Regions from separate parts of the Sus scrofa genome. Here region 1 is linked to region 2. Evidence: chromatin contacts called from public Hi-C data. All regions are on one chromosome and are shown on one strand. Each heading gives the region's core, a stretch centred on a gene start, on an enhancer-like site or on the middle of the called end of the contact. The rest is flanking DNA. Distances are from core to core; before and after follow the strand shown.

What was found. Hi-C and Micro-C count contacts between places; a contact is called where the count stands out from the background.
Region 1: a contact with region 2 is called in a Hi-C map of retroperitoneal adipose tissue, with 2.7 times the contacts expected there. The contact joins the promoter of FOXM1 here to the enhancer-like site in region 2. A contact is called at or near these places in 3 of 5 promoter capture datasets (fetal liver, liver and skeletal muscle), 15 of 47 Hi-C or Micro-C datasets (alveolar macrophages, embryonic fibroblasts, fetal skeletal muscle and 8 more) and 1 of 2 datasets of contacts at active chromatin or transcription factors (skeletal muscle).

What each region holds. Positions count from the first base shown.
Region 1 is chr5:67,244,925-67,250,832 of Sscrofa11.1, forward strand. It overlaps FOXM1 (forkhead box protein M1), which reads left to right and starts at 1,295. Exons shown (of 8, transcript XM_005664082.3): 1 at 1,295-1,458; 2 at 4,023-4,572; 3 at 5,322-5,473. The coding sequence starts at 4,071. RHNO1 (RAD9, HUS1, RAD1-interacting nuclear orphan protein 1) reads right to left here and starts at 1,226. Exons shown (of 3, transcript XM_003126567.6): 1 at 1,079-1,226.
Region 2 is chr5:67,121,880-67,127,210 of Sscrofa11.1, forward strand. No RefSeq gene overlaps it. Among named protein-coding and RNA genes, the nearest start is that of TEAD4, 43 kb to the right of the region's middle. Within about 2 kb of position 1,707, at least 8 of the 83 cell types and tissues checked have an H3K27ac peak or open chromatin away from gene starts, as enhancers often do. A contact at or near this core is called in retroperitoneal adipose tissue and subcutaneous adipose tissue, where this site is marked.

The sequences.
Region 1 (5,908 bases), core at 45-2,544, 120 kb after region 2:
TACTCCCTCTGGCCCCCACACCCTTCAAGTTCCAACAATTCTGGCCTAGGGCAGTGCAATAGCCTAACTGGCCTACTCAGGCACACCCCTCCGTGAACTCTTTAAACTGCAAATCTAATCCTGACTCTCTTCTGCTTAACATGTTTTGATTCTCTGTAAGGGCCAAACTTTTCAGTGGTGGCTAAGGTCCTGAGGCTCTGGTTCCAGCTTCATCTCACACGCACTCTGCACAGGTCTCTTAGCTCACACTCCTCAGAGACGCTTCAGCCTCTGTGCAGACCTCCCTTCCTCCCCTCCTACCACACTGCCCTGCAGCACCTCCCACCCTTTGCTTTGAGGGTCTCCCTCCCACCTTTGCCTAAAGGTATCAGATCACAGACCAAGCATGAGTTCCTGGGAAATGCTCTTCTCACCTCCCTTAAGGCCAGATCCTCTTACTGGAGATACTCAATGTGATCCCCGAGTTCTAATTTATCACCTCACAGTTGAACTCTCCATTTGTTTAAATAGGTAATTTGCTTCGAAAATGTCTTCTTTCTCCTCCCATCAGACCTTAAGCTCAGGAGAAAGGCCCCTCTGCCACTGCATCCTAGCGCCGCCTGGTGCACAATGGGTGCTCAACTAAACTTAGGTGTTGCCTAAGTTAATAATAAAGTAATTTACCACATATAAACGATAGCATGGGGCCGGGGACGAGATTTGGATTGAAGGTTCAGAGCCGAGGCGGAGTTTGCGGCCTGTATGTAAATTTTGAGGAGGAGGGAGCTTGAACAAGGTCACAACTGCGCCCAAGTAGCCCGAAGGCCGGTAGGGGCTCCGGACGGTCGCTGGTTGCAGGTCAACGGAGGACAGTTCCCCCATCCCCTCCACCAGCTGGGAAGTCGCTGAGGGGGTAAGATCCCGGGGCGGCGACTGCTCAGGGCCCGGAGGGCTGCGGGGCCTGCCCGTGATACCCAGTGTCCCCGCGTCCCGCCGCAGCGGAGCCCTCCAGCGCCCTCCCCAAGAGCCGCGCGCCCGCACCTCTAGGTTCCGCCTCGCCCGCCGCGGCTTCGCCGGCGGTCCCGACTCCCCAGCTCACCTGCCTCACCCGCCGCCGCTCCGCCGACCTCACTGCCCGGCGGGGCCACCTCACTGGCCTCTCCCGCCTGCCGAGCAACCTCACCTGCCGGGCTGGACCGCAGCGCCCGCCCAGACGACTAGGCGGATCGCGGAAACAAGGCCGCCGCCGATTGGCCACGCCCGTCACGTGACCGCAACGCTCCGCCGGCGCCAATTTCAAACAGCGGAACAAACTGAAAGCTCCGGAGCGGGACCCCACCCCCGGCCCCGGCCCGGGACAACACCCCCCCCCGCGGCGGGATCCCGGGATTCCCCACCCCGCAGCCCGGGGACGCGGCCCGGCCTGCAGGTGGGAGCAGCGCGGAGCCTCCGGGAGCCCAGAGCTGACGGTGCAGAGAGGTGAGCGGCGGCAGGAGGGAGGCCCGGGGGCCCGGCGGCAAGACGGCGCGGAGGGCCGGCTCCGGCGGGAGGTGGCGGGGCTGCACCGCGCTTCTGCACCACCTCCCGGCCTCCTCACCTCTCTCGCGGAGCGGCCCGGGCCCTCCCTGGGAGGAAGGGCGGCCTGCTCGCTCTGGCAGACGGCGGATGGGATCCATCTGAGCCCACTCCGCTTAGAACCGACACCGACCAGCTCCCAGTCCCTGCGCCCAGGTGCCCTCACCACTAGGCTGCACTGCCTCCACCCCGCCCTTTCCCAGGGCCCTCCTCGCGGTCCTGGAGACCCTTGTCCTATGTGGTCTGGATGGGGGTCGGGTCGCGGGGGTCGCGGGAGCCGTTCCGGGCTAGAAAGGATTGGCCATTGGAGGTAGAGGGTGGTCTGAATAGAAAGGAAAATTAAACTTTAGACCTGAAAGATATCCTGGGGTGAGGGGTAGGAAGCCAGTACTAGTGTCTTCTGATTGATGGGTGGAGGGAGGAAGGCCAGAAGAGATAGGAGGTGGAGGTAAAACTGAGATTTGAAGGGAGAGGAAACCTAGATGTAAAGGAAAGGGAGGAGGCAGAGTGGAGAAGGTCTGTGACTTCTAAGCAGATGGCAAATGTCATATGAGTGTGACAATCATTTTTAGGGAGATTGCAGATAGCCTAAAAAAGAGACAACCTATTCCTCTGTCTCTCAAAGCACCTCTCAGTAGAATCACACAACTCTACATTATGGTAGAGTATTCATGGATCTGTTAAAATCAACAAAACACAATTTTTAAAAGATAAAACCGATTTCCATTAACATTACAGAACCACCGGGCACATTGATGGTAGCACATTCTATTAGGAGAGAGGGATTATGGTCTTGATTCTGAAAGTTAATCGAGTCGCATGCCTAGAAAATCAAAATATGAATAAGTACTTACAAGTTATAAAATGTCTCCATATAAATATTTTGCAAATTGTGGGGAAAATGTTTTTTTTTTTTTTTCCTAAATCAGTGGAAGGATAATAGCCTGTTAAGTGAATGTCAGCCATGATCTGCACAACTGTACCCTGAGCCTTGAAGGGGGCAGTTTCCCTTTTATCTGAGGTCTCATGAACTGGGAGATGTTTCCTTCAGTGGTGTGACAATAGTGCAACGGATAATTTGCCTTTTTCCTCTGATTCTGTGGGCACAGATCCTTTAATTTATAAAGTGAAATATTATAAGAAATATAAAAGAGGGAGTTCCCGTTGTGGCTCAGCGGTAACAAACCCAACTAGCATCCATGAGGACATGGGTTCAATCCCTGGCCTCGCTCAGTGGGTTAAGGATCTGGCATTGCTGTGACTGTGGGACTGTGGTGTAGGCCAGCAGCTGTAGCTCCAATTCAACCCCTAGCCTGGAAACTTCCATATGCTTTGAGTGGGGCCCTAAAAAGATCAAAAAAAAAAAGAGAGGAGTTCTCATCGTGGCACAGTGGTTAACAAATCCGACTAGGAACCATGAGGTTGAGGGTTCGGTCCCTGCCCTTGCTCAGTGGGTTAAGGATCCGGCGTTGCCGTGAGCTGTGGTGTAAGTTGCAGACGCGGCTCGGATCCCGAGTTGCTGTGGCTCTGGCGTAGGCCGGTGGCTATAGCTCCTATTCGACCCCTAGCCTGGGAAACTCCATATGCCACAGGAGCGGCCCTAGAAATAGCAAAAAGACAAAAAAAAAAAAAGAGAGAGAGAAATATAGGAGAGTTACCTGGTGGCCTAGTGGTTAAGGATCTGGTGTCATCACTCCTGTAGCTTGGGTTCGATCCCTAGCCCAGGACTTCTGCATGCTGCAGTTGGGGCTGGAAAAAAAAAAAAAAAAAAATATATATATATATATATATGTAAATGCTCCAGACTAGAATGGATTATGGGATCAGGGACTTATCAGAATGTCCATTCTAGCATTCCCACCCCTACAGTCACTGCAAGTGATCTGAATTATTGTAGGCAATAATAGGCATTTCCACATTTTTGTAGCTCCCCTACTTGTATCTGTTGCCAAACATTCTTTTTTTTTTTTTTGTCTTTTTGCCATTTCTTGGGCCGTTCCCGAGGCATATGGAGGTTTCCTGGCTAAGGGTCTAATCGGAGCTGTAGCCACCGGCCTACGCCAGAGCCACAGCAACTCGGGATCTGAGCCGCGTCTGCAGCCTATACCACAGCTCACAGCCTCGCCGGATCCTTAACCCACTGAGCAAGGGCAGGGATCAAACCCTCAACCTCATGGTTCCTAGTCGGCTTCATTAACCACTGAGCCACGACAAGAACTCCTGTTGCCAAACATTCTTAAGCTTCCAGACCTTTGGCTATGTTGACCTACAACTAACTCAATCTCACTTTGAATTGCCTCTATTTGCTTCCGTAGAACTCAGCTCCTGTTGTCTTTAGTCTTTACAGAGGCCCAGGGACCATTCACCTGGGCCCATGGCTTACCCTCCTGGTCATGAAGAGGAACACCCCTCTCTAACAAAACCTCCTAACAGATCTCTGACATCCTGCTCTTTCTTGCACTTTCCAGGGTCCATGCTTGTGATTTCTCAATGGAGAGTGAAAGCACAGACTCATAATGAAAACCAGCCCCCGTCGGCCACTGATTCTCAAAAGACGAAGGCTGCCCCTTCCTGATCAAAATGCCCCAGGTGAAACATCAGAAGAGGAGCCTAAGAGGCCCCCTGCCCAACAAGAGCCTAGTCAAGTGCAGGCCTCCAAGGAGGTGGCAGAGTCCAACCCTTGCAAGTTTCCAGCTGGGATCAAGATTATTAACCATCCCACTATGCCCAATACCCAAGTGGTGGCTGTCCCCAACAATGCCAATATCCAGAGCATCATCACAGCACTGACCGCCAAGGGAAAGGAGAGTGGCAGCAATGGGCCCAACAAATTTATCCTCATCAGCTGTGGGGGAGCCCCAACTCACCCTCCAGGACCCCAGCCTCAAGCCCAAACCAGCCATGAGCCCAAGAGCACAGAAGTGATAACTGAGACCCTGGGGCCAAAGTCTGCATCTCGGGACACGAATCTTCCTAAACCACCTGCAGCCCTTCCTGGGCGGAGATGGGAGAGCTATGGTACGTGGACTGCAAGGCAAAGGGGTGAGAAGCCAGCCTTCCCTCTCTGGTGGCAAGGACCACCATCAGCTGTGTTGATGCTTAGGACAGACAGGTGTCTGCCTGAATGGCGGGAAAGCCCTGCCTTTCTTCATCCTGAAACCTTAACTCAGATCCTTTGGACAGTGTCAAAAGGGTTGCAGTAGAATTTAGCTTTTCCTTTGCCTTCTTTATATTGGAAAAGGGTTTGTTTACCGTTTCTGTTTGTCCTTTGCATTGGATAGAAAGTAGGGATTTTTCTCCATTTTTTAAAAAATTTCTTCTTATGGTTGACTTACAGTGTTCTGTCAATTTCTGCTGTACAGCAAAGTGACCCAGCTACATTTATATACATTCTTTTTTTCACATTATCCTCCATCATGTTCCATCACAAGTGATTATAGTTCCCTGTCTTTCTCCATCTTAATTAAGGAGAAAGCATGAGGAGGAACGTGACTTTCTTTGTGCAGATAATCATGCTTTTGTAAGGTTCCCTTGACTGATTTCTAAGGTTCAGTGTGACTCAGGTTGAAATGCAATTCGAACTGGGCTCCTGAATTTCTCCCCAAACCCTAATGGGGCAGAGTACCTGAGGGCCACAGTAGCTTCAGCACATGCTCCCTGTCCCTAAGGGCAGAGGTCCTGGCGAGGTGATCTCTAGCCACCAATTTTGGTGGGTCTGCCAGGCATGGGGTCAGGCGGTTGTGGCATCTTGGGTTGTTTCCCTGTAGCTGGAGGCGAGGCAGCGGGCTGCCCTCTAGACAACAGCTTGACCAACATCCAGTGGCTTGGAAAGATGACTTCCGATGGGCTGGGCTCCTGCAGCATCAAGCAAGAGGTGGAGGAAAAGGAGAATCGTCACCTGGAGCAGAGTCAGGCTAAGGTGAACTGTTCCGTTACTCACTAGGGTGAATGGCCAATGCGGGGAATTTCTAGGAAGGGAAATAGATCAAGTGGCCCATGGAGCAGAATTTCCAGGTTCACTTAATGTGATTCTATGTAGTCTGGAACTCCCTCTCTGCCTGGAGTCTTGTGAAATTTCCTCATCTGTGAAATTTCCTCGAGGGCAGATTCCTTCCTCTGGCTCACCCTGTATCCCACCAGCACTGGGTTTTAGTACTCGGCCCTTAGAAGGTAGTGGGTAGGTAATCAGGAAATAATGAAGAGGTCTTAATTTGGAAAGCCACTTGAACTTTAAAGAGGCACCCCAACAGTATGAAAGGAATACAGCATTTCCTAACAAGTTTTATTACAAAATATATTAAAACGTGGAGTTCCCATTGTGGCTCAGCAGGTTAAGAACCTGACTAGGGTGTTC
Region 2 (5,331 bases), core at 457-2,956:
TGCCGTCCATGGGTGCGGCCCTAAGAAAAAATTTAACTGAATAAATAAATAAAGTTAACGACACAAAGTGGTAGATTCAATACATACCCCTACTTTGCTGCCCCCCTCCCGAGACCCTTCTAAGGTGATCATATAGGGAATTTTTTTAAGGCGTCAACCCTAAAAGACAAAGAGAACAGGAGGAAAGGAACAAAAATCCAGAAACTGGAAAACAAGAGGATGGGTGGCAGCTGCCTTAGCAGATAGAGAAAGCTGCATCCTAACCCAGAGAAACCAAAAAGGAACTTGGCTTCTACCAATGAACTCACCAAGCGTCGAGAACTGACCGCACCAGGGATCTCTGGAGGTGGGATGAAGACAGGACGGCTGTCCCTCCCAGCTCAGGCAGAAGGCAGGAGTTCTTTTCCTCAGAGAGGGTGACACAGAGGGTCCTTGGGCTGGGGGACACCAGGTCCAGTGGAACACAAGAGACCCGTGCAGCACAGGGGACCCATACTGGACATGGGGGCAACCCTAGGCCTTCTCTCCCGCTTGGCTCCCAGGATGTTGGTGGCCAGACAGTTCTCCAGAGCAAGAGTCTGAGTGGGCCAGGAAGAAATGTGCCAAAGAAATCTGCAACCTTAAAGAAGATGTGGTTCTTATACACAATGGAATACGACTCAGCCATTCAAAAGAATGAAATAATGTATGGATGGACCTAGAAGTTATCACACCAAGTAAGGCAGACAGAGAAAGAAAAATACCATATCACTTCCATGCGAAATCTAAAAAATGACCCAAATGAACTTATCTACGAAACAAAAACAGACTTACAGACATAGAGAACAAACTTGTGTTTGTCAAGGGGGAGGTGGATGGCGGAAGGATGGACGGGGAAGTTGGGGGTAGGAGATATCCGCTATTGTCTACAGAGGGAGAAACGACAAGGTCTTACTGTATAGCCAGGGGATATTCCGTATCCCATGATAAACCATCACGGAAAAGAATATGATATGAAAAAAAAAAGAATGTTAAAAAAAAAAAAAGTGCCACAAATGTGATATTTAACCCTGAACTGAACATACTGGGGATGAATTTTGAAAACTTTAATTCAATCAATAAAGTAATTTGGGGGGGCTAAGAAATCTGCACCCTAAAGTGAGAGCCCCTCTGATGGTCACAGAGGCAGCTGGCCTCCCAGCCCTGCCACCCGGTCAGAGCCTCCCAGTGGCATTAGCACCCCTCTTAAGTAGAGGTAAGCAACCGGGCTTCTGAGCAAAAGCACATATGACAAAGGCTGAAATAAACCAGAGGGAACAGGTCAGATTAGAGCGGGAACTACATCCCTGTAACCATTGCTTCCCTCCAGTCACTCGGTGAAGTTGTGGCCCCATGAAGCAGGGACATGATATCACCCCTCCTGCCCCTCTTTCCCACCTCGGTACCCTGGAAGTCATTCCCGCTGTCACCCCTGGAGACGCTGGCTCAGAGGAAGCTCCCCAGTTAGTCCATAAGCCAGGATGGGGAAGCTTTCCTGGGAACGGCCACCGTGAGCCACATGTGGTCTCTGCCACCACCTCTCAAGTCCGTGTCATAGCAGGAAAGTTGCTATCGGGTCAGAGTGACCACAGCCTGTTTCAGTAACACTCTCTTCCCCGACACTGGGACTTGAACTGCAGACCGCCGTCACCCGTCACAGCACTGGTCTCCTTTAGATTTTGTTCCAAGCATTTAAAAACCATTCTTAGCTCCAGGGCTACACAAAAACAAGCAGAGGGCCGGATACGGCCAAACCCTGTTCTAACACATCCTCCTGCTTTACTTTCGTCAAAGCACTAATCACTTCCTGCTGTTTTCCTGTTTATTTACTTTTTCTTATTGCTCACTATGGATCGGTCTCCCCTACCGGGAGAGAAGTTCCATGAGAGCAAATGCCTTCATATCCCCCAGCCTCACCCCCCTCACACCCAAAATAGCACCTGGCACACAGCCTGTGCTCAATAAATGCTTGCCGCGGGCCACACCAGCCAGGACAAGCTCTGGGGGGGACAACCGCGTGCTCCCAGCCTGCTCTCCCCTTACCCTCTTTCCCCCGATCCCAAACCCTGAGCCCACTTGTGATGCCCAGCTACCTGAAGACTTGAGCCCCAAGAAAAACCTGGGGCCGGTGCTGTCCCCAGGCTCCCTGACCTGAGGTGCGGGAATGGTATTGGGTGGCTGAGAGCCCATTACCCTTAGATGGGAGAATTTAGGTTCCCAAAGTGGAGACGGGGCAAACTCTCACCACTGCTGGCATATGGTCCTTCAAGGTCGCCCACGTACCTGCCTGAACAGCCACCATCCGCAGGTGACCTGGCTTCCTGGGGAGCACGGAGAGCAGATGCTGCCACAAAGGGTCCTGGGAGCCGGGCTGCACAGGGTGAACTGACCAAGTAGCCTTCAGGCTCACCGATCGGCCATTATCCGTGGTTCTGATTTTGGCTACCCAGCCAGTCCTACGGGCCCGCTGGTTCCCACGTCAAGTTCCTAAGAGACCAAGCTGGGGACCACATCCCGCCAAGCCCTGCCTAAACCTCTGGCCTTGACCGCTCTTGGAACCCAATGATTCCAATCTGGGTTTTTCAGAATCAGGAGCCTCTCAGGAGGTGGGAAGGGATTTCCTGGCCAGGATAGCAGCTGAGGCACAGTCCTCCCCGGACGGGCTAGAACTTTACCCGGAGTGCGGCTCTGAGTTCCTGCTCCCACCAGCTGGCTGGTCCAGTTCAGATGCCTCTGCGGCTGCTATTTTGTGTTTTGTGCTTTATCAACAGCCATGGGGCTCCTTCATTTCCATAAAAAAACAAATCACTTGACAAAGGCCTTTGTGTGTGTAGCAGACTTTACTGAAGATGTGGGGAGACAAAGAGGGTTTACAAAGCAAAATACAAAAAACCTCAAGTTGAACATTAGACACCCATGAGCTCAAAGGCACCCAGCCGCATCCACCTGCTGGGCTCTAGCCTTCTGAGAAGATACGTGCCCACCTCACCCCATCTTTCTGGGGAAGTAAAACAAAAGCCCAATTCCGGACAGTTTCTTATTTAGTGTGGCTGACGCCTCCCTTTCCAGACCCTTTCCTGGGGCTCTAGACCCGCCTTCTCGCCCTAATGGGCCACGAAGCTGGTTTCTCAATTAAGAACACCTGCCTCCCCGTCCCTGCTCCCAGGGAGGAGCAATGACCAAAAGTGTGGTCTCTGCCAGAGAAGCTTCTGCCCAACCAGGAGCCTGAGGCCTCCTCTGCCTCCTGTGAGGGACAGCAGAGCAGAGCTTTTCTCTGAAAGTGTGTATGTACGTGTGTTGCATGTCTGTATGTGAGTGTGTACGTATGTACGTGTGTGTGTCTGTGTATGTGTTTGAATATCTATATGTGTGTGTGCGTGTGTGCACATCTATATATATATGTGAGTGTGCATGTGTGTGAGTGTGAGTTACATGAGTACGTGTGCATGAGTGTGTATATGTATATTGTATTTGTGTACAGGTCTGTGTGGTGTGTGAACGTGTATGTGTGCATACTGTGTGTGAGTGTAGGGATGTGTGTGGTTTACGGATGTGTGTGTTGAATCAGTGTGTGATATATACGTGTGTATGTATGGGTGTGTATGTAAGGTGTACATGCATGTGTATGACTGTGTGTGTGTGCAGATCTGTGTGTGACTGAGTGTGGTGCGTGTGTGAATGCGTGTACAGTCTGTGTGAGTGTGTGGTCGGGGTGGGAGGGCCCAGTCAGGACAGGGTTACTGGTTCTCTTCACCCATCACTGCCCCGTGGCAGGCATGGGGCTGCTCCCCGCCCGTGCTGTCATTTTCTCTTATTTTTTATTTTTTTATTTTTATTTTTGCTTTTAGGGGCTGCACCTGCAGCATTTGGAAGTTCCCAGGCTAGGGGTCGCATCGGAGCTAGAGCTGCCATCCTACACCACAGCTCATGGCAAAGCCGGATCCTTAACCCACTGAGCAAGGCCAGGGATCGAACCTGCTTCCTCTTGGATGCTAGTTGGATTCGTCACCGCTGAGCCACGACAGGAACCCCCCACACTGTCACTTTCTTTCCCCAACAGCACCAACAACCAGCCCACTTCACAAACGAGGTTACAGAGGTTCCCGAGGTTAGCCACTTGCCCAAGATCACACCACTTGTGAGAAGCCAACTCCACCCCCGATCAGCCTGGCTCCAGGGTTTACGTCCTTAAGAACAACTTACAGATTCCCCTTCTCGTGTCCTTTCTTGGAGCTGACACAGCTATAAGATGGGGTCAAAGGCAGTGACCACCAGCATGGCAGGCCAAGGGAGAAGCATGCCCACCCGCTTGCTCCTGCTCATGTCTCTCTGGGCAGGCGTGGCCCAGGGAAGCACTATGGGGCCAGGATCTCCCTGCTGTCACCCCTGCCCCACTGCCCCGACCTCACACCCATAGCATGAAGCAGCCCCGCACTTGTCACCCGCCTGCTTCGGTCCTCAAGAGCAAAGCCGTCGTCCACCCAGTACACACACACCACAAACTCCGGCTGCGCGGGGAAGACTGCCCCCGCTACGGAAGATCTTGCCCTACGGAAGGGCACAGTCTGGTCATCGGACCTCAGGGGACCTGTTCCACATCCCCATCTGCTGGCTCCAGATGGACGGGAGGGTCTCTCCTACACCACGGGGGACCCTCATTCACCTCCCAGGCCCAAACATCACGGGTCCCACACCTTGTCCACAGGCACCCACTCAGATGTTGACCGGGCACCCACTGTGTTCTTGACATGGGGTTTGCTTGCAGGAAAGGGGCAGAGCAGGACACTGGGGACCGTCTCACGCACGGCAGCTGAGTCCGGGGGCAAGACACACAGAGACAATTGCATGCACTGTCCTGGCCACGGCCGCCCAGTCTTGTTTCCTAGAAACCAGGTCGGACAGCCTCACTCCTTGCTCAAATCCCTTCCAGGACCTTCTGTCACACAGAGAAAAACCCAAAGCCTTTCACGGGGGCAGGGCCTGGGCACGACCTGGCCCCTGTTTCCCCCTCATTTCCTGACACAGCCTCCTCGCTGTCCCTGGGACACACCGCCACCCTCTCCAGGCCTTAGCTTCAGCCCCAGCACCCTCTGCCCTCTCCTCTCTGCATCAGCACCCATCGGTCTGCATGGCCTCTGCTCCCTCACTTTGTCTTCCCTGCTCAGTGAAACCTAAACTCCCCAGGGGCCTTGTCTGTCTTCGTGGTTGGCATGGTCCCAGTGCCCAGCATGAAGTAGAAGTTAAATAAATATGTGCTAAGCGAGTGAATAAAGGCATTCATACTCCAAGCAAGGTAGCTGGCTTCCATTCCCC